Regions from separate parts of the Mus musculus genome. Here all the other regions are linked to region 1. A link is a contact called in public Hi-C data. All regions are on one chromosome and are shown on one strand. Each heading gives the region's core, a stretch centred on a gene start, on an enhancer-like site or on the middle of the called end of the contact. The rest is flanking DNA. Distances are from core to core; before and after follow the strand shown.

Region 1 (8,000 bases), core at 3,561-6,060:
GCTTCTTAGAAGAGGGAACAAAATACTCACAGGAGGAAATATGGAGACAAAGTGTGGAACAGAGATGGAAAGAAAGGCCATTCAGAGGCTGCCCACCTGGGGATCCATTCCATATACAGTCACCAAACCCAGATGCTATTGTGGATGCTGGGAAGTGCTTGCTGATGGGAGCCTGATATGGCTGTCTCCTGAGAGGCTTTGCCAGAGCCTGACAAACACAGAGGCAGATGCTCAAAGCCAACCATTGGACTGAGCATGGGGTCCCCAATGGAGGAGTTGAAGAAGACACTGAAGGAGCTGAGGGGGTTTGCAACCCCATGGAGGGAGCAACAGTGTCAACAGGCCAGACCTCTGGAGCTGCTGGGGACTGGACCACCAACAAAATAGTACACATGAAGGGACCAGTGGCTTTGGCTGCATATGTGGCAGAGGATGGCCTTGTTGGACATCAGTGGGAGGAATGGCCCTTGGGCCTGAGGGGTTTAGATGGCCCAGTGTAGGGGAATGCCAGGGCTGGAAGGTGGGAGTGGGTGGATGGGTGAAGGAGCACCCTCATAGAGGCAGGGAGAGGGAGGATGGAATAGGGGGTTTTCAGAGGGGAGACCTGGAAAGGGTATAATATTTGAGATATAAATAAAGAAAATATCCAATAAAAGGGGGAAAAAGGAAAAAAAAACCAAAAAGTGTAGAAATAAACGTATTCATAATATTAAAAAAAGGGGGGGGCTACAACCTCCTTGCTTTGTCACCTCCAGGTAGGAATAGAGGGTGAGTGAGGGTAAGAGGGAACAAGAGACAGAGTGTGTCCTCATGCCCACTGATTTTCATTATGAATCCAATCACTGTGACTTAAATAAGGGCCATTGGGCCCTGCCCCGGCAGCACAGTTGTACTGGGATAGAATTCTAAACACAGGGTTTTGAGATGCGGAGGTATATTTAAGCACATCTGTGTGAACATCGCAGCACGTCAGTGTGCACTCTGTAGCATGTCCATGTGACGACTGCAGCATGTCTGTGTGAGCGTTGCACAATCAATGTGAAAGCTACAGCATGTCGGTGTGAACTCTGCACAAGTCATTGTGAGCACCGCAGCATGTCAGTGTAAATGCTAAAGCACCTCGGTGCGAAAGGCACAGCATGTTGGTGTGATCACCACAGCACGTTGGTGTGAACTCTGCACATGTGTGTGAGCGCTGCAGCACATCAGTGTGAACACTGCAGCACATTGGTGTGAACTCTGTAGTACATTGGTGTGAGTGCCATAGCACACCTGTGTGAACACTGAAGCATGTCCGTGTGAGCACCATGGCACACCAGAGAGAGTGCGGTGGGATGTTGGTGTGAGCACCACAGGTGCATCAGTGCCAGCACCACAGCGTATCGGTTTGAATGCTGCAGCAGTCAGTGTGAACTCTGCAGCATGTCAGTGTGAGCACTGCAGCAATCTGTGTGAACTCTGTAAGCACGTCAGGTCAGGGTGAGCGCTACAGCACATCGATAGAGCACTGCAACACTTCCGTGTGAACGTGGAAGCGTTTCATTGTGAGGCACGTCAGTGTGAGCGCAGCAGCACGTCACTGTGAATGCCAGAGCATGTCAGGGTGAACTCTGTAGCAGGTCGGTGTGAATGCTGCAGTATGTCACTGTAGCACACCATTGGGAGCGCTGCAGCACGTCAGTGTGAACTGCAGCACTCTCTTGTCACTGTTGTCATTGGTTTTATATTTACTTCTGACTGTGCTACAGACACACAGTGGTCATTGATAACTACAGTCCGTTTATTGATAAACAATCAATGTGAAAGAAAACACACAGAAAAGAACCAAATGTAGAGTGTGTCATTTGTCTTGACATAAACGCACACCAGTGGGAGCAGAGTAACAGGCTTTTGCTCTCCCTGGTAACACAGATATAGGCCAGGTTAGACCAGATTAAAAGGAGATAAAGGCCAGTTTATCAGGAGGCAGCCCTAAGGTGGGTTCATTGATCGCACAGGTGGAGGTTCGTGAAGTCACACATCCAGGCTAAATAAGGCAAGGGGATTTTTATAGAGTTTAGGCTAGGGGTGATGACGACGTGCGTGCCAGCTAGGAGTTGGGACTGTGTCCATACGCGGTCAAAAACTGAACCCCTGGGCGGGCACACTTGGGTGGGTCGCTGGAAACAGGCAAGGGGGGTGGGGATGACTTATTTGCCCTGAAGGTGTTTTCCCTAAGTGGGCGGGGCGGGGTGGGGTTTCTAAGCAGGATGGGGGTAGGATAGGGAGGGAGTGTGGGATAGGGGGTAGGGTTGGGTGGGATTGGGTGGGGTGGAGTGTGTTTTCTTTGTGTGGGAGGGGTTGGGGGAAGGAGGGCTGATAGGGTTTACCAGCTGGTGCAATGGACGAACACACAGCACTAAAATAATGAACAGAACTGTCACTTCCACAAGTTTCCTCATGCCCCTTTGTAATCTTTCCTTTCCATCTCCTCTTGTTGGGTTTCTTCTACGATAACCTACCAGTGTGTGGAGTTACTGCTTTTTTTTTTTTTTTTTTTTTTTTTTTTAAGATTTTATTTATTTATTATATATAAGTACACTGTCGCTGTCTTTAGACACTCCAGAAGAGGGAGTCAGATTTTGTTACGGATGGTTGTGAGCCACCATGTGGTTGCTGGGATTTGAACTCCGGACCTTCGGAAGAGCAGTCGGGTGCTCTTACCCACTGAGCCATCTTACCAGCCCCGGAGTTACTGCTTTTAAGACCATCTGTAGTTGGGCAGACTATAGGATTGCATGCAATCTTAGAGCTCCATCCTTCCTGGTGCCATTACTTCAGGCCTAACTGGGCTACATTGTTGTATGTATGTATGTATGTATGTATGTATGTATGTATGTATGTATGCATGTCTGTTTGTTTTTTGAGACAGGGTTTCTCTGTATAGCCCTGGCTGTCCTGGAACTCACTTTGTAGACCAGGCTGGCCTTGAACTCAGAAATCCGCCTGACTCTGCCTCCCAAGTGCTGGGATTAAAGGTGTGCACCACCACCGCCCGGCTGGACTACATTCTGAATGTCATCACACCACCACTACACACGTCCTGGACAAAAAACAGTCAAACCCAAGTCAATTCAAATATGGTTTGCAATTTAGGACCTGGGTTGCTAGTGTGAGTCACAGACCAGCCCAGAGCCTGGACCTCTCTAACAGAGGATGCCTGTGTGTTCTTGGTTAGGGAGCAGTGGTCATATCTGTGAATCAGGTGAGCAGTGGTCACCTGCTGAGCCGTAGTGCTGGCTAGGCATCCAGTCTTCTAGTCCTTTCCTGTGGGTAGTTACTGCACAAGGAGGAACCTAATCCCACTCAGTGGGATATTTGGTAAGACCTTCTTCAGTGGAGTTCCTTGCTTTGGCTCCCTGGAGAACTCTAGCCACTGTGTCTTCCTGAATACTCCATGTCCCCGCAGGGGCAATATTAATAATCCATCGCCTGGACATGGAAGACGATGGGTACATAGTTTGCAGTGGTCACACTCTGGTGAAGTTGGAAGCATTGTCTGGTAGAGGGCATGTTAGCCCCTAAGAGGTGAGACAGTGGATGGAGGAAGGTGTCACCAGTTCAAGTATCAGCGACTGGGGAGACAGGATTATAAGCCATATGTGAGGAGGTGAACACAGAGGCTCTGGATTAAGGAAGTGACATTTGAGCTTATTACGCAGAGTTCCGGCTGCAGAGGCTGACCCAAGCAGGCTTTAGGCAGTGCAATAATAATAGTCTATCTCTAGACCTACTTTAGACACTATGAACTGTGGGCCTTCCTTTAGCCATCCTTTCCCTGTAGGAAACAGGATGCAACTCTTAGAAACCCCTTAAGTATCACCTTACTTTTGCCCAGAAGGGAGATAGAGTGTTCATGGCCTACAAGGCTTGATGTTCTCAGGATCACATTTAAGAACTGCAGCAGCTTTGAAAATGGGGCAGACTGCAGTATTGATTCCACGTCCTTGGCCTGTGAAGCTTACTAGCCCACCTTTTGCTTTAACTTCTCTAGGGAACCCCACTGTCATGTAAGAGGGTTAGCACACTCATTTCATTCCTGTAGGACATAGGATTGTGCGTAGCCACTGCAAAAGGGGGACAAAAAGCTACCCTGTTGGGCAGTGGTTCTCAATCTTCCTATTGCTGCAGCCCTTTAATACAGTCCCTTACCTTGTGGCAACCCAATCCCCAACCATCAGATTATTTCATGGCTACTTCATATCTGTAATTTTGCTACTGTTATGAAATGCATAATTTGCTCTGCAGGGGTCGGGACACACAGGTTGAGAACCACTGCCGTTGGGTGAAGCTTGCTTTGCGGTGGATGCATAGGTGGGGTGTAGGATATGCGGGGCAAGTGTAGATGGACTGGAAGAGGTGACGGACAGTGTGGTGAGATGCAGGAGTCGAGGCAGTTAGTTGGGTCTGTCACAGAGGCCTGGCAAGAAGCAACTAACGGAGGGTTGGCAACAAGTAGGGCCCCAGAGGGTGATCCAAAAGCATTGCAGATCCAGACAGGCAGTCAGCATCCTGCATCAAGGCTTGCTGACAACACAGAATAAATAAAGATGAATCACTCCCCAGGGCATCATATTAGCCCTCCCAGGTGCCCTGCCCAGCATTGGCTCCCTGGACCCAGAGTTTTGGATCAGAGACTCATTGGCAGTCGGTGGAGTCTAAATTATTCATGAGTTCTGTGGCTTAACAGCTTGCTGAAGCCACACTTCCATCCTTTACACTTTTTATAGGAGTGCTGTTTGCATGTGACAGGGGGTGGGGCACGAAAGCAACGACATGGAGCAGGGAAGGAATCTAGGGGGAGGACGTAGGAACTGTGCCCTGTGCATGATGGGTCTTAAGATGTTACCTTCAGAGATACACACTGAAGCAAGGGACCGGTATACAAACATGCAGAGCAAGTATGTGCTTCTGGTGTCCAATCTGATGGTTTTGGGGTCCATCCCCACATTTCCATGTTGTCCAGTAACCACTCCTTCCTGATGCTGCCCCCTGCCCACCTGCAGCTGAACTCTGTGGCTAGGAGCTGAGTCTTGTGAATCCCTGCATCCCTGGCTCCCGGCAGTGATGGATGATAAAGGTTCATCCTTTCCTCATCCAGCGAGTTCTATTCTAGAAGTCTTTATAATTAGAAATTCTCTCACAGCAAACATCATCTCTTTCTTTTCTAAGTAGGAAGTAACTCAGAACAGCACTAGCAGGCGTTTAGTAACTGTTGATGATGGTAATGATGAATTGGGTTTCCATGGCAACATGCACTTATTCGAACAGTGGTTCTTGGACCCTGGGAAATATGGAAAGAAACATAGACTTCTCCCCTCATTGGGAGAAAAAAAATGTATATCTGGTCAGCTATCTTTTTTTTTTTTTTCCTAAATAGGTTTATTCTAAGTAGTTGAACCCACTTTCTTGGTGCTGTGAGTTATAATGATATCAGCTTCAGGGATAGTCTCAGAGGTTAGGGATGGTGTCAGAGAGAGAAACAGGGAGGGGGAGGGAGGCAGGAAATGAGGGTGGTGGCTTGTTAGAAAATATGGATGGCAACCCATTTTTAGCACAATTTCCTCTTTGTCCCTTCATGCTCCCATTCCGGTCTTTATCGACCCAATCGAATCCTCCTCAGACCTAGATATTACCTCCCTATCTACACAGACAATACTGAAAATGCTTCACTGGATTGGCAAGATGGCTCAGCAGTCAAGAGTGCTGGCTGCTCTTCTGCAGGGTTCCCAGTACCCGCGGCTCCAGATCTAGAGGATCCGACACCCTCTTCTGGCCTCCATGGGCATCCACACACGTGGCATCCACTCACACAGACACGTGCACATACATAAATAAAATAAAATAAATATAATACTCTAAAAGAAGAAAAAATGTGCGGGAATCAGTTTTAAAAAGAAAATGTGTGGGAACCAAAGTTATTTCTAGGTGGTATTCATCCAGGACGGAGCCTCAGCTGGATCGTTACTGCCTTCCCTTGTTGCTAGGTGCTGAAAAAATAGTGGTTTATCACTGCTATGAGGTAACTACCAGAGAAGACCACTTGGACATGGACTCAAGCTGATAGAAAGTTTCATTAGCTGGTCAGTGACTACAGTGGTTGTTTGGGACGCAAGTACAGTTCCAAGCCTTTGTGAGCTTTTAGGCACAAAAACCACACCATGGGCTGACACGCCTTAGTTATGAAGAAGTGGAACTTCAGCAGCCAAAAGGCAAGATTAGTATATTTAGAGACTTTCCCAAAACTATGGACTTTGATGGGCTAGGCTTTGGCGGGTGTTGCTGCCTGTGTGTTGCATCCCAAGGCTGAATAGCACTTCCATCAAGGAGTTAGTTGTGCCAGTGTCTGGGGCTACTAAGGTCTGGGTAGCTGTTACATCATTCCCATTTTATCCCTCAGCCAACCAGGGCTGGGCTTTGATGACAATCATAGTTAACCACTGTGCTGGCAAGTTTTCTGCCAACTTGACACAAACTGGAGTTATCTGGGAAGAGGGACTATCAATTTGAGTCTGTCGGCAAGTCTGTAGGCATTTTCTCAATTATAGATTAATGGGGGAGGGCCCAGCCCACTGTGGGCGGCGCTGTTCCTAGGCAGGTGGTTCTGGATGGTGTAAGAGAGCCGGCTGAGTAAGCCAAGGGAGAGCAAATCGGTAAGCACTGTTCCTTCCATGAGAGCTGGAGGTGCTCTGTGTGTGTGCTCATGTGAGTGCATGTACACACACACACACACACACACACACACACACACACACACACACACACACACACACGCCCTGATATAAAGGGGAAATGAGGAAGAGCACTGCTGCCTGCCTGCCTTCCCTTATTGCTGGTGAGTGCATCTAACCTGATATTGTCGCTGCCACCATCCTTGGCGCCTTCAGACTGATGATGATTCTTCAGAGATTATCCTGGTCCTCAGGACCAGCCTGGGACTGCTGAGGTATCCAGCCTCGTGGACTGAGCAACTACTGCCTTCTTAGTCTCCCCAGTACACAGACTGCTAATACTGGACTATGCAAGCCCTTCCAGGAATAAGCTACTCTAATAGATCCTCTTTTAAAATATATTTATTCTGCTGGGTGTAGTGTTGCATGCCTTTGATCCCAGCAGCTCGGGAGGTAGAGACAGGCAAAGCTTTGTGAATTTGAGGCTAGCTTGTTCTACACAAATTGAGTTCCAGGACAACAAAGGCTGTTACATAGAGAAATCCCATCTCAAAAATTTTCTTCTTTAAAAAATATATTCATTCTATTAGGTCTGTTTTTCTATAGAATTCCAACGCAACATCTTCCTAGACACAGTCTAAAATTATTCAAATAAATATATACACATATTCCCTCCCCCAACCCATACATGCTAAGAAAAATACTCGGTACCTTGTAAAAGATCATTTTATACTATTTCATCAACATCTGCCTTGTTCAATAGCTAGAGAATTCTTGGTAGCATAGATGAGCTGTGTATCAGTCAGACTTTCTGGGTAACAACCAATCATGGACTATCAGCAGCATACACAAATGAGCAATTGTTTCTCCATGTGCATTGTGGGGCTGTGATTTGGGCCACAGGTCTGTAGATGAAATGAGGCAGCTTTGTCCTTTGGTGGAGCAGGAGACACCTGGCTCTGTTGTTCTCACTGGGGTACCAGACACAAGCAAACACACTTATTATCTGAACTCAAGCTGAGTCTCTGCTCACAGCTCACCTACAGACATCTTATTGGCTATCACATGGCAATTTGCTTTGATAGACATTTTCTTTATCCATCCTGATACCACAACAAGGTCATAGATGCATAATATTGCTTCAGGTAGTTGGCGCCATTATAATTTAATCTACCACAACATCAATTTTATTTTTTTTTTACTAGCTGTTTGTGAATGGACATTATATGAGTCAAGTTAATACCAGCTCTGAGCTCCCATTCCACCAAGATAATGAAAATTCACTCCATC
Region 2 (8,000 bases), core at 1,709-4,208, 1.4 Mb after region 1:
CCTCAAACTCAGAAATCCACCTGCCTCTGCCTCCCAAGTGCTGGGATTGAAGACGTCTGCCACCACTGCCTGGCGGAGAGACACTGTCTTAAGAAAATAAAGCGTTAGGGCTGGAGAGATGGCTCAGAGATTAAGAGCATTGGCTGCTCTTGCAGAGATCCTGAGTTCAATTCCTAGCAACCACATGGTAGCTCACAACCATCTATTATGAGATCTGGTGCCCTCTTCTGGCCTGCAGGCATAGATGCAGGCAGAATGCTGTATACATAATAAAATCTTTTTTTTTTTAAATGTTGAGTGAAAGAGGAAGTCAGTGCTGACCTCTGACCTCTATCATCACAGACATGGGTGAGTGCACACACACACACATACACACATATATATGTATATATATATGTATGTATATACATGTATGTGTATATATATATGTATGTATGTATGTATATGTATATGTATATGTATGTGTGTATATATATATATATATATATATATATATATGTACCAAACATGCACACTCAAAAGGAAGAAGGAGAAAGCAGAACCAGGAAGATAGCACAAATAGTTAAAAACACCTCTTGTGCAATCGTGGATACCCTGAACGCATGTGAGATGTGACAGGTGTGTGTAATTCCAACCTTCCAACAGCATGGGATGGGAGAACACCCCAGAAGCTCAGGGGCCAGCTAGACTGGAGTATTACAGCCACAAGCAACAAGCAAGACCCCGCTGCAAAAACACAGTGGAAGGCAAAGAATTTTTCCCAAAGTTGTCTTCTTTTAACCTCCATACATGTACCATTGTTGTTGGCAGTCTCGCACACGAACATGCATGTAAGCCCCTTGAGGCACACAAGTGGGCACACACACACACACACACACACACACACACACACACGTCCCTGAGGACCTCCAACAGCCAGGCTCTGCCCACTGAACACTTAAGAGTGGGACCCAGCCCTTCTTTCCTGGATTTTTCCCTTCCAATAAATCTCTTGTATGAGATTTGTTGTGTGGTGAGACTTTGTGGTATTCCTTGGCTCCCAACTATCAGGATACCTTTCCCTTCAGACCTGTACTGGGGAAACCTTCCCGTCGATGCTGTATCGCTTCGGTTGCGGAAGCCTTTCCCTTAGGGCTGTAACACTTACACTGTCCACACACACATGTGTGTACACATACACATAGATATACACACATGTGCTCATCATACACACACAAAAAAATAAATTTTAAAAGAGAAAGACACATGAGAATCATCATGCGATTCTCCGTTTTGTTTTGTTTTTACTACAGATGCAATGTGACACCTTTGTACCACGACGGACTGTGTTATGAATTGGAAATAAGCTGTTTCTTCTAAGTTGCTTATTGCCAGGCATTTGATCATAGCAGTGAGAAACCATGTCCTCTGGGAGAACCTATGCTGTCCTAGGATGGTGCTGCATCGTCGCTGAGCCTTCACTGGTAGGTGAAAGAAAATGGAAATATCAGTGATGTGCCTTTAGTTTTTTGTTTTCTTTCTTTTTTTTTTTGTTTTTTGTTTTGTTTTTGTTTTTTCGAGACAGGGTTTCTCTGTATATCCCCGGCTGTCCTGGAACTCACTTTGTAGACCAGGCTGGCCTTGAACTCAGAAATCTGCCTGCCTTTACCTCCCCAAGTGCTGGGATTAAAGACACGCGCCACCACCGCCCAGCTTCTTCTCTTTTTTTTTTTTTTTTAAGATTTATTTATTTTATGTATGTGAGTACACTGTAGCTGTACAGATGGTTGTGAGCCTTCATGTGGTTGTTGGGAATATTGAATTTTAGGACCTCTGCTCGCTCTGTCCCTGCTAGCTCCAGCCCAAAGATTTATTTATTATTATTCATAAGTACACTGTAGCTGACTTCAGAAGAGGGTCAGATCTTATTACAGGGGTTGTTAGCCACCATGTGGTTGCTGGGATTTGAACTCAGGATCCTTGGAAGAGTAGTCAGTGCTCTTGACCACTGAACCATCTCTCCAGCACCCCCCCCCGCCTCCGCCTTAATTTCTTTTTAATGAGCTTAAACAAATTAATTTTGTTACTTGTATAGTCCACACACTGTAAAGGGATCCCTTCAGCAAACAGTTAATTTTGAGCCGAGGCAAGAACTTATCCTCCAACACTCATTAAAACTGCAGCCACCCACGCTTGCTTCTCAGGCCTGTTCTCGCTTTTCCTGCAGGTTCCACATCCGCAGGTCTTTTAGACTCTGCAGCTAAGACCTCCACTTCTCCTCCATCCCGGTCACTACTAGTCCTGGACCTTGGTACCGTTTGATGTCCTGCCAGCACTACAGGAACAGACCCTAGACCCAAATGCTCATTGGGTGGTACTTGAGAACAGTGGGAGGGGAGTGTCCTGTGTGAGTGCTTAGTGCTAAGTACCCAGAGCTTTTTTATTTCGTAAGTGTATGGATCACAGGAATTTCTGAACCTGGAGGGATCAGTCCTGGTGAGCGCTGATGGAACAGCCAGTCCTGTAGGGAGAACCATCTTACAATGTGGCTCAGAGATACTGGGCATAGCAGGGGTGTAGTGACTTGTGTTCTCATGCTAATTATGTTGCAAGAAACCTGTTTGCAGTGTCCCGCAGGTAGGACTAAAGGAAGCCTGTCCACTACACAGGTTGGGGCGTGACAGCAAAGCCAACTTGCCTATCAAGCCTGCTACTTGGTCACCAGATTCCCTCCGCTCCATCTTCAGGTCAGTAGAATGAAAGATGTTTGTCTCTAAGATCCCAAAGTATCTGAGGTCCCAGACAACATACTGTAGTAACTAAACATGGGGAAGGGATGGGTCTAACCTAGTCAACACCAATCAAGAAATGTGGACGTTATAATCCTTACGTCAAAATCTACAGAAGCCAGGGTTTCAAGGTCAAGTTCCCACTGTGAGCTGGGCAATAAAAAGGAAAAGCAGCTCTGACTCACTTCCTGGTTCTGTCAGACTCCTTATATACCACACAAGCGTTTTCTTTTTAAAGGCACGCACAGTTAAAAACACAGGTTACTAAAGATGGAGAGGTTTATGAAAACCCCTTGGCAACCCGACACTGTTGCTATGCTGACGAGTGACATACGCATACATGTTGTCATGATGACAGTCACAGCAGTGTTGCCAGGTTTAAAGCAGGAGCCTTCCCGGGATGACGAGCTGACATCAAGATGACTGCAACGAATGAACAGAAAGGCCAACATGAGCTGGAGCTGCTGTGTGCAGTCTTCACACGTGGTGATAATTTAGCATCTCTTGAACTGTTTTCAAGTGAGGGGCTAATGCACCCCCATTATGACGCCACAGCCTGGAAGGAAAAGTCAGCTAATCCCCCACCCTCCCTTGAAGATGCTGCTTGACGTTCTCCAGTGGTGTATGATGGTCCCTGATTCTTTTCTATGGCTCATTCAAAATCTCTGGGCTGGGCCCATGAGATAGCTCAGTGGGTAAAGGCACTCGCCACAGAGCCTGAAGACCTGAGTTCAATCCCTGAGGCCCACAGTGTAGGAGAGAGCTAACTCTGCATGAGGCCCTGGCTTTAATTCTGATTCAATTCGGCGAGTATCCACCACTAAGGGTGGATATCACCTAGCTATTTTTCCTTGGCTTTGCTTCCTGCATCTCTCCCCCTCCTAATCACCTATTAACTCGAACCTCCACCCTGCGCCTGTTCCTTCTGACTCAGCCCTTTAACAGTCCTACATCACACCATTATTTGAAGTTACCTTAGCTCTTCCTTCAAAGCCCCCCCCACCCCCGTGCACTAGAGGAAGTGGAACGAACCCCATAGAAACTGGGTGTGCTTCTTAATCTGCATTCAAACCCAGAACCAAGTTTTATTTGTTTATTTATTTAGAGGGTTTTTTTTCCCCCTTGACAGACTCTTACTAAGTTTCCCAAGCTGGTCTGGAATTCACAAGTCTCCTGTCTCAACATGCATACATTCAGGCAAAACACATATTAAATAAAAATAAATATTTTCTTTTCTTAAAGAACAGAGAATTTAAAAAGGGAAAAAAGAAGAGAATGGGTCAAGTTAAGTTAGGAAGATATGCATGCTTTGGAAAAGTATAACTGAAAACTAAGCCTTTGGGAGCTATGCAGACAGTGAAGTTACAAGCTAGGCAACTGGGATACCCCAGTTGTCTTTTCCATTCCCCTCGTATAGTTCAGCTTGGCCTCATAGTCACTGTGTAGAGAACAACTCTGAACCCTTAGTCATCCTATAACTACCTCCCAAGAACTAGGATTATAGGGGTACAGCATATGCTACCTTTAATAGAAGAAGCACAAGAGTAGTAAAAATTGGGCCCATTTTACAGAGAAGAAGGTGGAGGGGCACTGTACATGGTGGGAAGCGATGTCAGACCTTCTATGAAGATGTTTGGTGCTGTTCCTATGTTCATTTAACAGATGTGGCAGGAGCCGGAGGCACCACCATAGAGACTTAACGATATCTGTGATTGGGTTTCTGCCCCGAGTGATCATCAGAAGAACCACAGTCACAAGGCACATATGGGTCAGAGTGAGACCACATCAGGCTGGAGTCACAGTGTGGCTCTGCAGGGACAGGGACAGGTAGGTCCCAGGGACACAGTCAGACCCCTTTTTCTCCTCTGTTAGTTCCACTAGCAACCTTCTGAGTCAGTTTGCATAGTTCTTCATCTCACTTTATGCCCATCAAATTCAAGTTGGCCCAAGAGAAAGATGTTTTACAGCTAAGTCCCACACAGTTCAGGAGTGGGTAGTGGAACACGGAGAGTGGACACGCATGGGAAGGCGTTGTGTGGAGGCGGTGAAGGTAAGAGGGTAGAGCTTAAGAGTGTAAAATTAGGGGATACTTGAAGATCAAGAATGGAGGATAGAGAAGAGCTACCAAGGAAGTTAAGGACCAGAAACATCTATAGAAGCTGAGGAATTCAAGAGAGGAAAAAATGTTTTTAAAATCGACATGTGCAGGACTCTGTCTGGTCACCAGCACAGAAAACAGAAAGGAAGGGAAAGAGGGAAGGAGGGATGAGAAGTGAGGGAGAAACAGGACAGAAGGAAGGAAGGAAGAAGGAAGGAGGGAGGGAAGGAAGGAAGGAAGGAAGGAAGGAAGGAAGGAAGGAAGGAAGGAAGGAAGGAAGGAAGGAAGGAAGGGAGGGAGGGGGGAGGGAGGGGGAGGGGAGGGAGGGGGAGGGGAGGGAGGAAAAGGAAAAAGGAACTGGGAAGCCAGGCCAGGGAACAGGGAGACAGCTCAGCAGGTAAAGAGCTGGCCACACAAAGTAGCATGGGAACCTGGCTTCAGAATCCTAGGATGTATCTACCACTCCATTGCTGACGAGGTGATGACAGTGGATCTCAAGGGCTAGTTCCCAAGCTAGTCAAAAGGTGAACTCCAAGGTCAGTTTTGTCTCAAAACAAAGGTAAAGGACAGCTGGGCTGTGGTGGTGCATGCCTTTGATCCCAGCACTTGGGAGGCAGAGACAGGAGGATTTCTGAGTTTGAGGCCAGCGCCTGATCTACAGACTGAGTTCCAGGACAGCCAGGGCTATACAGAGAAAACCTGACTCGGAAAAAAAAAAAGGAAGAGGGCAATCGAGGAAGACAGCTGCTACTAACCTTTGACCTTTGCACACATAGCCACACACAAGTGTGCACACATGTACACCACACATGATGATAAATTATTTGTTTATTTTTAAATTAAAAAAATTTAAAGTAGGTAGTGTAAAACACTGTCTTAGTCAGGGTTTCTATTCCTGCACAAACACTGTGACCAAGAGGCAAGTTGGGGAGGAAAGAGTTTATTCAGCTACACTTTCCACATTGCTGTTGATCGCCAAAGATGCAGGACTGGAACTCAAGCAGGTCAGGAGGCAGGAGCTCATGCAGAGGCCATGGAGGGATGTTACTTACTGGCTTGCCTCCCCTGACTTGCTTAGCTTGCTTTCTTATAGAACCCAAGACTACCAGCCTAGGGATGGCACCACCCACAAGGGGCCTTACATGGAGGCATTTCCTAACCTGAAGCTCCTTTCTCTGTGATAACTCCAGGTTGTGTCAAGTTGACACAAAACTAGCCAGTACAAATACCATGGCCAAAAGCACCTCTGGGAGGAAAGACTTTATTTTATCTTACAGCTCCCAGATCACAGATCCCAACTGAGGGAAGACAAGGCAGGAGCTCCAGGCAGGCACTGGAGCAGGGACGGTGGAGAGTACCACTTCCTTGTGTTTTCATGGTGTGCTCAGCCTGCCTGGACCACCAGCATGTGAGTGGCACCACCTACAGTGGGCTGGCTACCACATCATTAGTCAAGAAAATGTGCCATGAGCCAATCTAATGGATGCAGTACCCCCAACTGAGGTTTCCTCTTCCCAAGTGACTCTGGTTTGTGTGACGGTGACCCGGCCGAGCACAGGTGGTTCACCATGTCAAATGCTATAGGGAAGTGAGGATGGAATGTAAACCGTAGATAATGCTTTATTGCATCTCAGAGTGTAATGTCAGCAACATATCACCCATACAACGCATTATGACTTGGCATTGTTTAGTGGAACCTGGAGCCTTACTCATTCTCACACCCACTTACTCACTCAGACGCTTCCAGCAGAGAGAGCACACAGTGGACTGAAAATGAGTGCACACCCTGGCTGGAAGACATAAAGACTGACACCCAGGCTCTGGCAGTTTGGGTGGGCTGACCTCAAGCGTTTCATTTTCAGAGATTGGTTGGCCCAGGATTTTAGTGTCTGATGATGTGATAGAACACTGTGACCAAAAGCAACTTCAGGAGGGAAGGGTTTCTTCGGCTTCCACTTGACAGTCCAGAAAAGTCAGGGCAGGGACTCAGGAGGGAACCAGGAGCTAAGAATTGGGGCAGAAGCATGGAGGGATACTACCTGCTGGGCTCCTCTTCAAGGCTTGCTCAGCCTGCTGTTTTCTTATCCCAACCAGGACACCAGGGGTGACCCCACCACAGTGGACTGGACACCCCCGCATCTACCATCAAAAAAGAAAATGTGCCACAGGCTTTTACCCACAGGTCATTTTGGTGGGTACATTTTCTCAGTTGAGAAATAGTCTTCCAAAATGGCTCTATTTTGTGTCAAATTGACATAAAATTACCCAGTTACCCCTTTCTTCTTGGCTGTGTTGTTTCTAACACACTAAGGTCTCCTTTCCTCCGCAATTAGCATAAACCCTGCTCTTTCCATCCCAGGTCTCCCCACCCCCCACCCCCCCTTCACAGGAGCCTCATTCTTGGTTTTGGATTTTCTTACTTCTTTCTTCCCCTACACAGCCCCCACCACCTCCTTTTTGTAGAGCAGGTCTTACTCTGTATCCAAGGCTGGCCATGAACTCATAATCTTCCTGACCTGGCTTTCAGAATGCCAGGATTAGACACACAAGCCACCATGCCAGGCAGAAATATATTCACTAGTAGAATAGCCAAGAGTATTAACTCTAGAATCAGACCACTCCAGAACTCAAATCCTGGGTCACTCTCCTTATGTGCCCTCTCTAGTTCCTCACTATATCTGACAATAGCAAGGTAACTAGAGTGTCCACTTGGAAAGATTATTGTAAATAAAATCAAATTGTACCTAGAACAGTGGTTGTCAGCTCTTAATAATTGTTAGCTATGATTATTAAATTATTTGCCAGAAAGACTTTAATTTTTCTAGAGTCTGATCTCGTAGGACGGTGAAAGGCAGCCTGGTTCCTGGTTGAGCAAAGGCTAGGAACCCCAGTGACCCTGAAGGGATGGATGGCATTTTGCCCACTCCTGGGCACCAACTCCTGTCATGTAGCTACAGCCCTCCATAGCCATCAGTCACGTAAGTGCAACACTCCAAGCCCCTCCATATGTAGAGGACGTGACCTGTGGTCTGCTAGCCTCAAGACATCTCCATTTTAATGAGGTACCTAAAGGCCTGGAGGCTTACCAATAAACTCCCCTTCCCAGACACTCCTCCCTGCAAAAGATATTTAAC
Region 3 (8,000 bases), core at 1,950-4,449, 1.3 Mb after region 1:
GTATCTATGCTCCTGGTTTTCATAATATTCAAGGGCCTTTGCAAACGAGTCCCATTTCATCACCACACCCACAGTGACATAATATTAAATCCATCCCAGCAAAAGCTCTAACCTATAGGCTCCTGCGGGGGGGGGGGGGTACAGCGGCCATATGCAGGTAGTGGCACCCTTTTCACCCTTTTGAGAGGATCTGGGGACTTCAGGAGGTGGGGCCTCGCTGAAAGAAGTATGTCCCTGAGGTGAATGCTTGGGAGTCTCTTGGTCGAGGGTCCTTGCTCCCTGTTCTCTCTGCTTCCTCTCTAAGGTGAAGAAGGTTCTGTGCCACACGCTCCTGTCAACACAATGTCCCCAAGTACACGGGGCCAGGTGACTGACTACTCGTTGACCCTCCAAAACCATGAACATTACTGATCTTTGCTCCCTTAGGAGGTGTGTCAGGGGTTTGGTCACAGCCATAAAAACAGTGACTAAAACACAAAACCAGGAAGGGGAGAATTCTTCTGAAAAACACATCTTCCAGCCGGAGGGTGGACTAACACATAACAGTAAAGGGGGAGCACATCCAAGAGCACAGAGGAAAGCTCGTCCGTCCACACTCTTGTGAAGAGTTGAGGAACTGTTTGTAGTGACAATGGAGGAAAGGAGAACCGTGAGGCTGGGGAGATGGCTCTGTCAGTAAAGCGTTGGTCACGCAAGCATGAGCAGTTGAGTTCAATGCCCACAACCCATGCTGGGGGCTGGGAGGAGGGTAAGGAAGGAGTGGTGGTGGACTATGATTGCAGTTGTACTGCCAGAGAGGCAGGTAGGTGGGTCCCTGGGGCGCTCTGGCCAGCCAGCCTAGTGGGTGAGCTCTAAGCCAATAGGAGACCCTGTCTCAAAAATAATCTCAGCAGGTGGCGGGATGCAGAAGGTAAAGGCATTGGCATTGGCTGCAAAGTCTGATGGCCTAAGAGTGATCCCTGGGGCCCACTGGGTTGAAGGAAAGAACAGGCTTCTACAAGCTGTCCTCTGACCTCTACATATGTCCCATGACACACTCGTGTCCACACACACAAATACATAAATAAAAATGTTTTAAAATATAAGGTGGGTCACATTTGAGGAACAACACTCAAGGTTGCCCTCTGGCTTCCACATGGACATGCACACGTATGCAAAGGCACACACACACACACACACACCTGAACATAGGCACACACACACACACACCCCTGAACACACACAAGGTAAAAGATAATATAACCAGATAAGCCCTTCGTGAACAACCTAGGGAAATCTGGATAAACACTGAATAAACAGCTGAATCTGCTGTTGGTCCCTTGACTTCATCAGACTTTAACAATCAGGACTTGAATCATGGCAGTCACATAGCTGAGCAGTAGAATGTCAGTCTCAAGCCAGCTATGCTGTATGTGATGCCACTGACACAGGAGTCATGATGGTGACAGTTACCTTGGTTGCCTTTCAGTCAGGGATCCCAAAGCTGGTTTTGTTGAAAACATTGGCTCTTCCCTTTGAGCTAAGAGAGTGCGGGCCAAGAATATCACCATGCTGCTCCCCCCTCCTTCCCCCTTTCTTCTTCTTCTTCTTCTTCTTCTTCTTCTTCTTCTTCTTCTTCTTCTTCTTCTTCTTCTTCTTCTTCTTCTTCTTCTTCCCCTACACTTCCCCCTCCCCCTCCTCCTTCCCCTCCCCCTTTCCCTCCCCTTCCTCCTCCTCCTTCTTCCTTCTTCCTCCTCCTCCCCCACGCCTCCTCCTCCTCCCCCTCCTCCTCCCCCTCCTCCTCCTTCTTCTCGAGACAGCATCTCAATATGAAGCTTTGTCTGACCTGGAACTTGGGAAGCTTGAACTCAAAGAGATCTACCCTCCTCTACCTTCCCAATGCTGGGATCAAAGGTCTGCCTCTCCACAGTCAGCTATACTGCCGTGTTCTGAGCATGCATTCTGGAAAGAGCTGTGAAGACTGGACACATCCATGAAGACTACTTTACCTCTCACCCTCACCACCTTCACCCACACTTCAGGCCAAACACACACACACACACACACACACACACACACACACACACACACACACACACCAGGATTAATCTAATACTCGTGAAATCCTCCTCAGCCTCTAGGATCCTGTCTCTAATATCTAGAGCCACCGTTCCTGGCTCACGCTGCATCTTTATCACATAAGCACCCCCAAATCCTGTCCTGATGACGTCGCTAGGCCTGAGGTCTATCTTCACATGCACAGCCACTTCATGAATAAATTTGCCTTTAAAAAATTACTCATTTTATTTTATATGTATGAGTGTTTGTCTGCATGAATGTATGTGCATCACATGTGTGCCTGGTGCCCAAGGAGACAAGAAGAAGGTATTGGATTCCCTGGAACCTGAGTTCCAGGTGGCTAAGAGCCTCCATGTGGGTGCTGGGAATCAAACCTGTGCCCTCTGGGTCTTAAAGGCCGAGCCATCTCTCTAGCTCCTGAATAAACTTTCTCTTTGGAAAATCCCATTACTTGTTATAATTGGCATAGGTAAAAAGGGGCCTGGTTTGGTGACATGGTATTTCGCCAGCCATAGCAGTGTATGCACACTGAAACCCCAGCACTCAAGATATTGAGGCAGAGGTCTTTAAGTTTCAGGCCAGCTTGGCTTGCATAATGTATCTTAGGTGATCCTAGATCCTGTTAGTTGGTTATTAGCCATCACAACAGGCCAGATCTGCAAACTCTAAGAGCTCTGAGATCTTTTGAGCCTACCTGGTCCATCATTACCAAACAGAACCCCACGACAGCCCCAACATAGCATCACTCAACGTGGAAACCCCTAGCTAGCAAGAGGGAAGCTCAGCTTCACAGGAAGCTGCCTTAGGCTTAGCCTCCTGAAAATGGCTAGCGGCTGGGCACCTGCTCTGCAGTGATTATTGGTCAGCACACTGCTGTCAATCCCAGGTCTGAGACGGCCCACCTACCCTGACTGCCAGCCCCACTGCCTGGCAGCTTCACCTTGGTGGACATAACTCGGTCTCCTGGTGTTTCAAGTATGCAGGCACTAAATAAGTGTGTATATGAGGGGGTGACAATAATAATAATGCCTAGAGCGTCCCCATGTATTCATTTACATGGAACTAAAGTGCATGAAGCAGAGCCCGACAGTGAATAAGCACGCAGCCAAGCGTTGTCTGTGATGACGTTGACGTGCCTACAGCATCCTCTCCTCTCCTCTCAGATCGAATGTTTCCAGCCCCATCTGCCATGCTGTGCACCCTGGAATTCTAAAAACAGCCCACACATGCAAATGAGATGCAGATAAATGGAGTCAATATTCAGGCTAGGGTAATGGGCACACCCCCAGTCAGAGGGACCAGCATATGTCTTAGCTTAGGCTTCCTAATGGTACCAGGACTGCCCAGGCCACAGAGTCCCAGCACAGGCTCAAAGACATCTAAAACCCTTAGGAGTGGGTTGGTTTTTTTGTCCATCAAAACTGCTGTCTACCAATGTTTTTCTAACATATGTTTATGTAACCATTGGAGACCATGAATACATTTACATATATTAAACTCTCTTCTAACTTTGTTGCGATGTGTCAGTGTTCTGGTTTTATTTTTTCTACTTCTGTTGTCATGTTGGAAATGTGATACATGTTTTATTTTGGGCCGAGTGATTGATAAGACGTTAGTCAAACGCCTTTACAGGCGATCTATTAGAGATGTCTGACAACCTAGCCCCTCCCCTATGCTTTTTCACATTGATTTTGTGTTGTATATGTGTGTGCACCTGAGCCTGTGTGCTGTGGACACATTTGGAGGTCAGAGGACAGCTTGCTAGAGTCGGGTCTCTCCTTCCACCACGTGGGTTTCAGGGATTGAACTTGGGTCCTCAGCCTTAACAGCAAGCACCTTTACCTACTGAGCCATCTCATAGGCCCACAAATGTTTAAGTGTTTAATTTTTCTTCCCGAGACAGGGTTTCTCTGTGAAACAGTCCTAGCTGTCTTGCAACTCTCTTTGTAGGCCAGGCTAGCCTTGAACCCTAGTACTGGGATTAAAGGAATGTGCACCACACCTGACCACTATTAACTCTTAACTCTGACTTAGGTTTTGTCATTACCTCTGTCTTGCAGACATCATACTAAGATCAATATGTGCTTGTTCTATTTCAGTTTCTTGTGGGGAAAAAAACTCTAGAATAATCCTTCCTTCTACTGGAATATTTTATTTATCTATTTTGGCAATGATAGAAAAAGAATCCAGGATTTTCTGTCCCATGTGGTATTTTTTATTTATTTTTACTTTATTTCGTGTGAGGGTATTTGGGGGTATATGGTAGCAAGCATGTATATGTATGTAGCATGTATATGTATGTAGCAGGTACATGCAGTGCCCAAGGAGACCATAAGATATTACGGGATCCTCTGAAACTGGAGTTAACAGATAATTGTGAGCCATTGTGTGAGTGTTGGGAATCGAACCCAAGTCCTCTAGAAGATCAACCAATGTTCTTAACCACTGAGCCATTTCTCCAGCCCCCTTCCTATGGGTTTTTTTTCTTGCTTCTTCATGGTCCGAGATGGCAGCTGAGATTCTCAGTAACAAAATCAGGCTGACAGGATGAGAGAAGATAAATCTGCCATTCTCCTAGGTCTTTGAGCAGCACGTCAAATCCAGAGCCAATCACTCCATGTTTGCTTAGTGTGCCCAAGGCTGACCACGGTCTCAGCTCTGCTCATCAGTGACTTCAGATTAACCAGTCGTCAGTCAGAACCTAGACTGTGGCTTCAAGTGTGTCCTGGTAAGACCCCACCATTGTGGATGCTCTTGAGAGCTCCAGCCAAGGGCATTCACGTGCATTATGGCAACCCAGAAAGATGGCAGCACACTACAGTCATTCCATCTTATCGAGGGAAGGGCTGAGGCACAGCTTTATGTAGGTGGGGGGGGGGGGGAGATGGTGCTGGGTACAAGCATTGTCTCTGAGCTCACGCACAGCTATCCTGAGTCATCAGAGAGGTGCTTTGAATTGAGTTGTAACAAGTCCAGCAGAACCAGTACATCAATGCATGGAAGAGACCAGAGAGGGAGACAGCTGGGAGCAGGAGGGGTTGCTTGCATGTGTGGTAACAAATCCCATTAAAGCATCGTCTCCCTCTCCCCCTCCCCCTCCCCTTCCCAGTCTTCTTCTTCTTCCTCAGTTTCATTTATTTATTTAGAGACAATTTCTCATGTAGCCCAGGCTGACCCTAAACCCACCAAGAAGCTAAAGATGACTCTGAACTCTTGATCGTTCTGTATCTATCTCCTGTGTACTGGGATTACAGGTGCACACCACCACACCTACTAACGCTTCATTTTTTTAAACTGTTTCTTCTTTTGTGGAGGTGAGGAGTGGAAAAGGGATCTTGTGTAACCCAGGCTGGCCTTATTTTTACTATGTGGCCCAAGGCTGGCCTTGAACTCCTGGTTGTCATGCCTCTCCCTCAGAAGGGCTGAGATTGCCCCATCTGTTTTTCTTGTAAGGGTGGGGAGGGAAGCAGAGTCTTCTGTATCCCAAACAGGCCTACAAGATTTGTGACAACTTTCAGTTGTCAGTTTCCTAAGCACTGGGGTTATAAGCCGTAAGTTATGTGCCACAAGCCCAGCTAAGCCAAGGTTCATTTTATTGCCTGTTGCTAGATCTGGGGGATTGGAATGTGTGCTGCAGTGCCAGCACCTCAGGGCAAGGCATTGCAAACCCCATAATGACGTGTGGGCTTTCCGGTGACGCTCTCTGTGTTCTCTGTCTCTATCTCTGTCTCTGTGTCCTCTGTCTCTCTCCCCTCCTCCTCCTCCTCCTCCTCCTCCTCCTCCTCCTCCTCCTCCTCCTCCTCCTCCTCCTCCTCCTCCTCCTCTTCTTCTTCTTCTTCTTCTTCTTCTCCCTCTCTCTCTCTCCCTCCTCCCCCCCCTCTCTCTGTCTCTCTCTCCCTTTCTCTCTCTCTCTCTGTCCTGGAACTTACTCTGTAGAAAAAGCTGGCCTTGAATTCAGAGATCTGGGATTAAAGAAGTGAGCCACCACCATCTGGCTTGTGTCTGCTCTCCTAAGGAACACTTAAGACCCCATGGACACTTACAACCTCAGCATTCAAGATGCCGAGGCAGGAGGACCATCCAATCCAGTGTGGGCTACACGGTGTTTTCCAGACCAGCCTGGGTTACATAGGATAATCTTGTCAGTAGGTAGATAGATAGATAGATAGATAGATAGATAGATAGATAGATAGATAGATAGATAGATAGATAGACAGACAGACGAACGAACGAACGAACGAACGAACGAATAAGAAAGTTTCCAAGGTCAGGTGAATGTCCCTTAAAGGAGACATAACTTCCCACAGAGAGAGAATCAGCACTGGGCGCTGGCTTACACTGCACAGAGGCTTCAGGCCTGCGGGAACTTTGTGTCGTCGTCCCCCCACCCCCACCCCACCCCCATCTCACGGGCTGCAGCTTGAGGGAAAGCTTTTCTTCTTGTCTGGAGCGCCCTCACCTGACAGCTGACTCAAGGCTGGGAGATGGAGGACAAATCAGAAAGGCAGTTCCCACCAGTGCCTCCCTGCGGCTTCCATGCCAGACAGGGCGAGAAGACCAGGAGAGAGGCCAGGAGAGGGCTCCTGATTTGAAGAAGGAGAATCAGAGGAATCCTGAAAATATGGGTGATCATACTCAGGCTTTGTTTCTTTGACCAAATGCTCCCTTTAAAAACAGTTGTAGAATTGATCAGGGATTGACAGCAGAGAGAGCCAAGAACCAGCGATACAATCCTTACTGTATCTGCTCCATCGTGCTTCCCTGAGTTTCCTGTTAAATGAAGGCTGCAGAGACACCAACCAGACAGTCTCTGCGACCTCCTTAAACCACAGAGTTTTAGGTCCAGAGATGTTCCTCTCCAAGGAATGGGCAACTCTGTAGGTATTTGGGGAGTTGCAGGGTCAGGCACCAGTGACTTGCTACCCAAACCCAGCCATCTATGGAACATCAGCAGAATCCAGGGAGGCCAAAGCATTATCTGCCCTGAAGACAAAGGGTTCTAGAGCCAGACATGCAGATGCAGGCCTGTAAGGGATACCTGGGAGGCCGGAACAGGAGTCCTGAGAGTGAAAGGCCAGCCTGGGATATGTAGTACCAGGCTAGCCTGGGATACAGCATCAAACCCTGCCTCACACCTGGCTCAGTAAGTAAGTATGCTTGCTATGCAAGCATGAGAACTTATGTTCAAATACCCAAGACCCAAGTAAAACATTGTGGTTACACATGTACCTGTAGCCTCTGCCTTGTCAGGGAAGATCGCCAGGGCTTGCTAGCCTAGCTCTAGCTACAGTGAGAGACCCTGTCTCCAAGAAATAAGGCAGAGGGTGATAGAACAGAAACACTCAGTGTCTCCTTCTGACCTCCATACATGCATATAGGTAGAGGTTCACACACACACACACACACACACATTCCAAAAGCAAGCCAGACATGGTGCTATATACACCTGTGGTCCTACTTCTTGGGAGGCGGAGGTAGAAGGACCTTGCCTACAAAGTGACTTTGAGGCTAACACAAGCTATATAAGATCCTGTCAGAGAGAGGGGGGGGGGGCTCAAGAGCTAAGAACACTGGCTATTCTCACAGAAGACCTGAGTTCCGTTCCCAGCATTCACAAGGCAGCTTACAACTGGTTGTAATTCACCCCTAAAGGACCGGTCCCTTTCTTTCCCTGAGGGCATACATGTGATACACGTACACAGATAAAAGCACGCATATAATAAAACCTTTCATGTAAAAGAAGGAAAAGAAAAGGAAACAGGCAATAGCTCAGCAGGGAGAGATGCAAGTCTGGGCCTGACTTCAGTCTCTAGAACCTGTGTGGTGGGAAGAGAGAAGTGACCTCTACACACATGCACAGGAACCCACACATAATTAATTAATTAGTTAATTAATTGATTGATTAATTAATTGATTGATTAATTAATTAGTTAAAATGTTTA
Region 4 (8,000 bases), core at 3,401-5,900, 1.2 Mb after region 1:
TATGCCATGAAGAGGGTGTGAAGGTCAGAGGGCAGCTTTGGGTGCTAGGCCTCTGTGGTCTCTTTGTTTGAGACAGACCCTCTGTTCCTTGTCCGCTGTCTCCCATCTCCACTTCCTATCACCCCAATAGAGTGCTGACATTACAGATGCTTTGCCTATGTGTCTGGCTTTTATTGTGGGTACTCCAAGTTCAAACGCAGGATCACACGCATGCACTTTTACTTTTGCACCAAGTCATTTCCCCAGCCCCTTCCTCCCTTTTCGAGACAGGGTCTCAGAATCCCACCCTGGCCTCACACTCACTGTGTAGCATGGTCCCCATGCCTCCACCCTCTGAGATCTGGGATTACAGGTGAGCACTAGTGAACCAGGATCTGAGGTTTTTATTCTCTCTGATGCACATATTGTGCCATTTAGGACCAGTAGGAGCCACATTGGTTTCCCATTGATCTCTCAATCTGTTGACACACCTCTCGCCTGCTTTGGCATCTTCCTTATTTTCAAACACATCTTAACATTTCCTGCTCTCAAGCTAGAGTTAACCATTCCTCTAAGACCTGGTTCTTTATGATGAAAAAGGACACCTCAATAAAGGGTAGATTAGGACCAGAGAGATGGCTCAGTAGCTATAAGCGTTAGCCACACAAGCCTGGGAACCTAAGTTCAGTTCCCAGAATCCACATAAAAACACAGATGCAGATCATGTATCTGTGTTCTCAGCCCCCAGTGGTGAGATGGAGCTGGGGACAGGAGAATCATCTGGAAGCTCATAGTCCAGCCTGGGGTACACAGTGAAGTAGCACAAACGAGAGACCCCTGCCTCCACAAAATGGAGGGAGAGAACCAGTTCCCCAGGTTGTCCTCTGGCCTTCACATGTGCACCATGGCACATGCAAGCGTGCACACACACATGCACAACATTCATTAATAAATAAATGTTAAAGGATCGACTAAGGGGCTAGAGAGACGGGTCAGTGGATAGCCTTGTAAACCAGAGGACCTGAGTGTGGATCCTCAGCAGTATGTGAAAAAGAAAAGGCCAGGTGCAGCAATCTGCATGGCCGATCCCAGTGTCAGGGAAGCAGAGACAGGAAGACGGGGGCCCATTGGCCAGGCAGTATAGCAAAATCAGCGAGCCCTGGGTATAGTGAGAGACATCGCAAAAAATAAGATGGAGAGAAATAAGGAAGACACCAGTGTCAACCTCTGGTCTTCACACATGCATGCGTGCACACCACTATATACATGCATGAGCACACAGGGAGCATATATACACACTACACGTAACACACACATAAAGTGAATCCATGGAAGAAAGGGTGGGAGGAAGGGATGGGGAAGGGAACGGAGGAACCATTTGATGAAATCTAAATACACACACATCTACACATCTACAAGCCTAGCACACGGGGAGCTAGACTAGGAAGATGGTGAATTTGAGGCTAGCCTGGGCACATAGGGAAGCCTTGACAAGAACAAACACAAACAAAATGTAGAAGAACCAAATACTGTCTTTATTCAGCCTTGCTCCGTGGGTGAATGTTTTATAACTGAACATCTCATCCTAACTTCCCTTGAGCTTATTCCCCGGGTTGGCCACACGGTGTCACCACAAGTCAAATGTGCAGTTACAGCACTTGGCTCCTGAGTGTCATTGAAAACAAGGTTGGTAACAGAAGGGATCTGTATTTCAAGGAATACAGTGAGAATGCTTGATGGATAAATTCTTTTTCTGCAGCCTAAGAGATGTCTACAGAGAGATTGTACATTAATTAGCAGGACTGTTTAGATAAATAAAATGCCTTAGGGAAAAAAAGATAACACTACCTGAATAGGTCATGTTGTTGTTGCTGCTGCTGCTGCTGCTGCTACTGTTGTTGTTTTAAGTCGTTGTTTGAGACAGGATCTTACTATGTAGCCCTGGCTAGCCTGAAACTCACTGTGTAGGCCAGGCTGACCTGGAATATACAAGAGCTCTGCTGGGATTAAAACTATGCTCCACTGTATATGTATGTATACATCATATACATATACATATACATATACATATACATATACATATACATATACATACACACACACATTTATTTGGTGTGTACATGATGGGGTCAGAATTCAACTTTTAGGAAATGGTTCTCTCTTCCCATCATGTGAGTACCGGGGCTTAAACTCAGGTCTTCTGGCTTGGCAGCAAGCACCTTTACCAGCTGTGCCATCTCACAGGCCCTATGTGAATACCTTGGGGAATAGGATTTTCCTTACACTAAGGCTCGAGGTGATCTTCCAAATGACTGTCCTTCTTTTGCCCACCGAGGTGAGAACTCAGCCCCCACAACTGGATTCTCAGCAGAGACTGGCAATAGATCGTCGAGACTGAGTGATTTAAGGGAGACCGCTGCCGTTTTAATGTAATGACATGTTTGTGGAAGGAAGAGTCGAAGCCAGGGATGGTGCCTCGTGCTGGTAACTCAGCAGTAAGGATCCAGAGGCAGGAGATCCGCCATGAATCTGAAGCCAGCTAGGGCTTCCTATAGTAAGCTCGTAGTATGTGTATCAGTCCAGCCTGGGCTACAGAATGAGACACTATCTCCAAAAATAAAAAAAGGAAAGACTAGAAGGTGGAAGGGCAAGGGGCGTGGCTCAGAGACAGAGAGCTTACTTCGAATGTGCAGGGTCTTTGATTTGCTCCCAAGCAAACCAAACAATGAAGAGAGAGGGAGCTGAGAGCCAGGGCCATGACAGTCAACTTGATGGCATATGACTCATACGGCTTCCATGTCTGTGAGACAGAGATAACAATGCCTAGTTTGTCATAAGGATGAGATAGGATCATATATGTAAATGCCCACTCATCTCCAGGTATGTTGTATTTCCATCTGCCCATATAATCTCGGTATGCTGGACATGACCACTAACGCTGGTGGCCAGGACACCACAGAGCAGAGGTTCTCTACCCTCTTATAGCTCTGGGCTCTGTGCTCAAGGATGTTCCACCCAGTCAGCTCTTGCACTTGTTCAGTAGACATCAATGAGACGCCATCTTCCCTGTGGAATTGAGATGGGCAGTTACTCTAGTTTGGTGCATAGCTGCTGTGTGTGTAGCCGGTTAGTTTTCTCAGCTTGGCACAATCTAAAGTTGCCTGGTGTCTTAGTTGGGGTTACCGTTGCTGTGATGAAACACCGTGACTGAAACCAAGTTGGGGAGGGAAAGGTGTCTTTGGTTTAAGCTTCTGCATTGTAGTCCATCATTGAAGGAAGTCAGAACAGGAACTCAAGCAGGGCAGGAACCTGGAGGCAGGAGCTGATGCAGAGGCCATAGAAGAGTTCAGCTTCCTGGCTTACTCTTCATGACATGCTCAGCCTGCTTTCTTATAGAACCCAGGACCACCAGCCCAGGTGGCCCCACCCACAATAGGCTGGGCCTTTCCCCCCTATCAAGAGCCCTACAGGCTTGCTCCTCCCTGATGGCCCTTGCTTGTGCCAAGTTGACATAAAACTAGCCAGCACATCTGGGAAGAGGGATCCTCAATGGAGAAATTGCTTCCATTATATTAGCCTGTCTTTGGCATTTTCTTGACTAATGATTGATATGCAAGAGAACATTCCACTATGAGAGGTACAATCTGTGGCCTGATGGTGCTAGGTGCTATAGGAAAGCGGGCTGAGCAAGCAAGAGTGGGGAAAGGCGAGGGGGGGGGGACAATGGACTCTATAGTAGTGGTTCTCAACCTGTGGGTCGCGACCCCTTGGGGGTTTGTAGGACCATTTCCCGGGGATCACATATCTGATATCCTGCATATCAGATACTCATGATTCATAACAGTAGAAAAATAATTTCATGGTTGGGGTCACCACAAGATGAGAGACAGTATTAAAGGGTCACAGCATTAGGAAGGTTGAGAGCCACTGCTCTCTGGCCTCTGCTTTGCCACCTCCAGACTGAAGTCCTCACTTCCTATGATGGATGGACTGTGCCGTGGGAGTGTAAGCCAAATAAACCCTTTCTGTCTTCCAAGTTGCTCTTGGTCAGTGTTTTGTCACAGTAACAGAAGGAGAAATTAGAACCACAGCTAACTCTGTAAACTGGTATCCTCTTGTTAACGTTTTAGACAACAGTAGATGGTCAACCTCAGAATCATCACACACACACACACACACACACACACACACACACACACACACACACGCACACACACACACAGAGCATCACAGACTCGCTGAAAGATAACATGGCATGCATATTGGCCTCCTTGACTGACTGAAGCTTGACTCTTGACCACCTCCTAACTTTCCTAGTCTTTCTAGTTTGCCTCTTTATTTTTTCCCTGAACTCACGTGCATGTGTGCGTACGTAGATACGGGTATGTCTTTCTGCTTCCATGGTAACCACGGTTGCTAGTCTGACATGGGGTGAGATAAAATCCAGTGCCCTGGAGGACAGCTTCTTTGAAGGTGAGGAGTTACACACCTATTAACAGGCTTACGAAAACAGTCTGAGCATTCAATTTCCTGTGGGGAGCTCGAAGCACTTTACAAGCATTTCTTGCCACTCACTCAAGCACGCTCGTGAATTCGCAGAGCTGTGGGCACGGAGCTGTCGTCCTGAGTGTGCGAGTGGAGGCTGAGACTGGTAGGGATGAGGCACTTGGTGTTGATGGCAGGCTGAGTCAGCCAGGCTGGGCCTCCTTCCTATGAGGGGCTGTGCTCCTGGGAGGACTTGGCTAGCTGGCTTGTTTGTCTTTCTGTGACTAGGGTCAGAGTGAGTTGGTAAAATGAGCAGAGAAGACAGCACATGCCTGTATTTCTATGACCCTCCCAGCCTTGTTTGTTTCCTGGTGGTTTCTATAGCGAAGCAGTTAGGGAAGTTTTATTTTTATTACATAGCATCATGTGCTGCCTAGGAATAAATGCAGGGGGTTTTCAGGAGTGAACTTTATAAATTCTTGAGTGATGACATTTCCTTTGCCACTCTTTACTGGGTCTCCACTCCCAAGAAACCTTTGATGGGTCCTCTTCCTGTTGTCATCACTGAAGGAGGTCGTAGGACCCCTGAGAACAACCTTTCAGCTTTCTGAGCAACATCTGTACCTTGAATCGCTCCTCACTGACCAGAGCTAGTCATATCTCTTCAGTGGAAAGGGGATAGCGCTCCTCGAGACAGAGAAGGCTGGAGGCAGGAGTGTGAGGCCGCTGGTCACACTACGTCCAGGGTCCTCAAGAGGAGAGTGAAGGATGCCAGGGATGCTGACACTCACCTTGCTTGCTTTCTTCCCTTTCCATTCAGCCCAGGACCCCAGTCTATGCGATGGCACTGCCTGTATCCACTCCCTCCTCAGTTAGACCTCTTGGAAAACATCCTTGCAGGCACACCCTGAGATGTGTACCCTAGGTGATGCTAAAACCAGCCAAGCTGACAAAAATGACCTGTCATACGGTGTCAGACAGATATTCAGATACCATGTGAGGGCTGTTGAGATGGCCCAGCTGGTGAAGGCGCTGGCTGATGCGAGTGTAAGTCCTGGGGTCCACATGGTGAAAAGAAATAACCTGTACAGTCGGGTCTCTGTTCCCACACACCATGGCACTATGCTATGCACACGTACACACACCAACACCCACAACCAAATAAATGAATAAATAAATAAATAATTGTAACAAAAATTTTAAGAAGTAATTGTCACACGATTCATCAATGCTTGTCCCAGCATAGATCTGTGTGGCAAAAATCCTAAGAAATTTGTCTCTGTACCAAACAGTTGGTGTGTGTGTGTGTGTGTGTGTGTGTGTGTGTGTGTGTGTGTGTGTGTGTGTGTGTGTGTTCATGTGTATCTCGGGAGTCTGTTCTCTCTTTGGCCTTGTGGCTCCTGTTCATCGGCCTTGGTTAGCCATTCACTGGCCCACAAACTTTTTTTTTCTCCTCATTATTACCCCAGAAGTACATTTTAACTGCAACTTGCACAGCGTTTACATGGCATGAGATACGGTCTGTAATTCAAAAATTATTTAAGGGCCTTAGAGGGGCCAGCACTCAGTGGGTAGAAGTGCTTACCATGCCAGCCTGAAGACCTGAGTTTGAACCCTGGGTGTGCAAAGAGAAAACTGACTCCAAAAAGTTGTTCTCTTGCTTCCATCTGTGCTATAGCACACAGAGGTCCTCCCTCAGCCTCTGTCTCTGTCTCTGTCTCTGTCTCTGTCTCTGTCTCTCTCTCTCTGACACACACACACACACACACACACAGAGAGAGAGATAAAATAAAAACTAAAGTATCTGAGAGGAGGACCGACCACACAGGATCCATGCAGGCAGGCATGCAGATACAGTCTATTTTGCATAAGTGACCTGAGCAGCTACAGATTTTAGTCCCTGTGCAGGACCTAGGACCTAGAATAATTACTTCAGAGATACCAAGGGGCAACTGTAAAAGTGGTAGCTACTGTGTGACAAGCACTATACTGGGCAGTCTCTTCTCCCTTAATTTCCTAAGCCAACTCTCAAAATTAGTGCTGTTATCATCATCCTTACTTGACAAAGGGCTCAAATGTTCAAGATACTGCAGGAGTTGATCTTGACCACGAGCTGGAAAGTGCTGGGGCTACGATTGGAGCTTGCAGGCAGCCATTTTGCCTCCAGCAGAGGAAAGATTCACTTAAGTACAATACTTCTGGACCTTTTCAAAATCAGTCTTTTGATGTTGTTTTTGTTTCGGTGTTTAAGCTTTTGTTTTACATTTAATTAATCATGTGTCTGTGTGTGTGTGGTTTTGTGTCTTTGGACACCAGAAAAGGGCATTGGATCCCCTGAAGTTGGAGTTAGGGTTGTTGTGAGCTGCCTGACATGGGTGCCGGGAACTGAACTCGGGTCCTCTGTGGGAGCAACAGATGCTCTTAACCCCTGAGCCATCTCTCCCATCCACCCAAAATCAGTAATTGAGAGAAGGAGAATTGTCCATTTCAGACAACAGTTTCATATCAAGGCAGAGTCTGTGGGAAGCCGTCTGCACGTTCCCATAGCCAGGGTCCTCCATGTTTCACACTGGTGGTGCTCAGACACAGACAATACAAAACTCCAGTGTCTTGCAGGCCGTTATTGCTAGAAAAGTCCTTGAAGCTTGTCGTCTTTCTTCCAATCCCATTTCCTCCTTGGTGAGGCTCAAAGAAACAGCTCAGCCGTCTTCTCTGCCTTCTACTCTCCCATCAGTTTGCACGAAGAACCAAGCTGCATTCATTTGAAACTGGCTTCATCGCCCTCCCTGTTGCTGGCTGTTGTTTGCAGTCCCTCACAGACGAAGTCCTGAGTGACCCTGTAATCAACAGACCGAGTGCTGGCTGAGCGTGACTAACCCGCTCGTAAAAGAGCCAAGCATGATTCAAAGAACTCCACCAAAAATAATGTATCATTTGGCCTCGTCTTGGCCGGGTCCAAAGTCAGATTTTGAGTCACAAAGCTCATTAGCAATGCGGGTGTATTTGACTCTAATAAAGAGGTTAGGGGAGTCCGGAGGTAGAGTGGTTTATTTAGAGCTGACTGCGGGATGAGTTTTGCTGTGGACGCAGTGATATAAGAGACGGACTAAACTGGGAAGGGACGGCTTCTCTATGCCCCTTTTCTGCCGTCACATAAATAGCCCATCTTGTTAGAAGTCTCTTTACTTCCTAGAAAGGAAAGTTTTTATGATTTTGCAAAGAAGGGGGGGTGATTAGAGGAGGTTTCTTCATTAGGAAAGCAAATGAGGCTTGCACAGGGTCCCTCCCAAGACGCCCTTGGTTCCCAGCCTTGGTCAGCTCTGATCTAATGAAGCCACCTTGTGTCCCTGTTAGGACGTGCTCATTCACAACAGCTGTCCTGTTTCAGAAGACACAGCTGCTACCCCAACCTTGACAGCTTCACCGTGGCTCCTCCTAGGTGTCTGTCCTTCCTGCTGGTGACAGGCTAAGAAGAACAGCAGCTGAGGTAGCAGAGGGAGCCGGAGGAAATGGTGAAAGGCGGGGTAGTCTGCCTC

The links. A called contact is a pair of places that touch in the nucleus more often than the background predicts.
Region 2: a Hi-C map of cortical neurons shows a contact between it and region 1. The contact joins two enhancer-like sites. A contact is called at or near these places in 3 of 39 promoter capture datasets (the 3T3-L1 cell line, cranial neural crest and hippocampal neurons) and 2 of 484 Hi-C or Micro-C datasets (both in cortical neurons).
Region 3: a contact with region 1 is called in a Hi-C map of cortical neurons. The contact joins two enhancer-like sites. A contact is called at or near these places in 11 of 484 Hi-C or Micro-C datasets (the C2C12 cell line, the G1E-ER4 cell line, the N1E-115 cell line and 7 more) and 1 of 115 datasets of contacts at active chromatin or transcription factors (astrocytes).
Region 4: a Hi-C map of cortical neurons shows a contact between it and region 1, with 6 times the contacts expected there. The contact joins two enhancer-like sites. A contact is called at or near these places in 1 of 39 promoter capture datasets (cranial neural crest), 1 of 15 datasets of contacts at CTCF or cohesin (pro-B cells), 8 of 484 Hi-C or Micro-C datasets (MC3T3-E1-derived osteoblasts, adipose-derived mesenchymal stem cells, cortical neurons and 4 more) and 1 of 115 datasets of contacts at active chromatin or transcription factors (astrocytes).

Annotation. Positions count from the first base shown.
Region 1 is chr6:136,361,376-136,369,375 of GRCm38.p6, reverse strand. No RefSeq gene overlaps it. Among named protein-coding and RNA genes, the nearest start is that of Eif4a3l1, 38 kb to the right of the region's middle. Within about 2 kb of position 4,810, at least 23 of the 459 cell types and tissues checked have an H3K27ac peak or open chromatin away from gene starts, as enhancers often do. A contact at or near this core is called in cerebral cortex, cortical neurons and hippocampal neurons, where this site is marked.
Region 2 is chr6:134,989,374-134,997,373 of GRCm38.p6, reverse strand. No RefSeq gene overlaps it. Among named protein-coding and RNA genes, the nearest start is that of Gm36428, 9.7 kb to the right of the region's middle. Within about 2 kb of position 2,958, at least 46 of the 459 cell types and tissues checked have an H3K27ac peak or open chromatin away from gene starts, as enhancers often do. A contact at or near this core is called in cortical neurons and hippocampal neurons, where this site is marked.
Region 3 is chr6:135,088,515-135,096,514 of GRCm38.p6, reverse strand. No RefSeq gene overlaps it. Among named protein-coding and RNA genes, the nearest start is that of Gprc5d, 26 kb to the left of the region's middle. Within about 2 kb of position 3,199, at least 21 of the 459 cell types and tissues checked have an H3K27ac peak or open chromatin away from gene starts, as enhancers often do. A contact at or near this core is called in cerebral cortex and cortical neurons, where this site is marked.
Region 4 is chr6:135,138,326-135,146,325 of GRCm38.p6, reverse strand. All of the region lies in intron 3 of Hebp1 (heme binding protein 1), which reads left to right. Among named protein-coding and RNA genes, the nearest start is that of Gm22881, 6.3 kb to the left of the region's middle. RefSeq lists an enhancer at 4,216-4,779. Within about 2 kb of position 4,650, at least 51 of the 459 cell types and tissues checked have an H3K27ac peak or open chromatin away from gene starts, as enhancers often do. A contact at or near this core is called in cortical neurons, where this site is marked.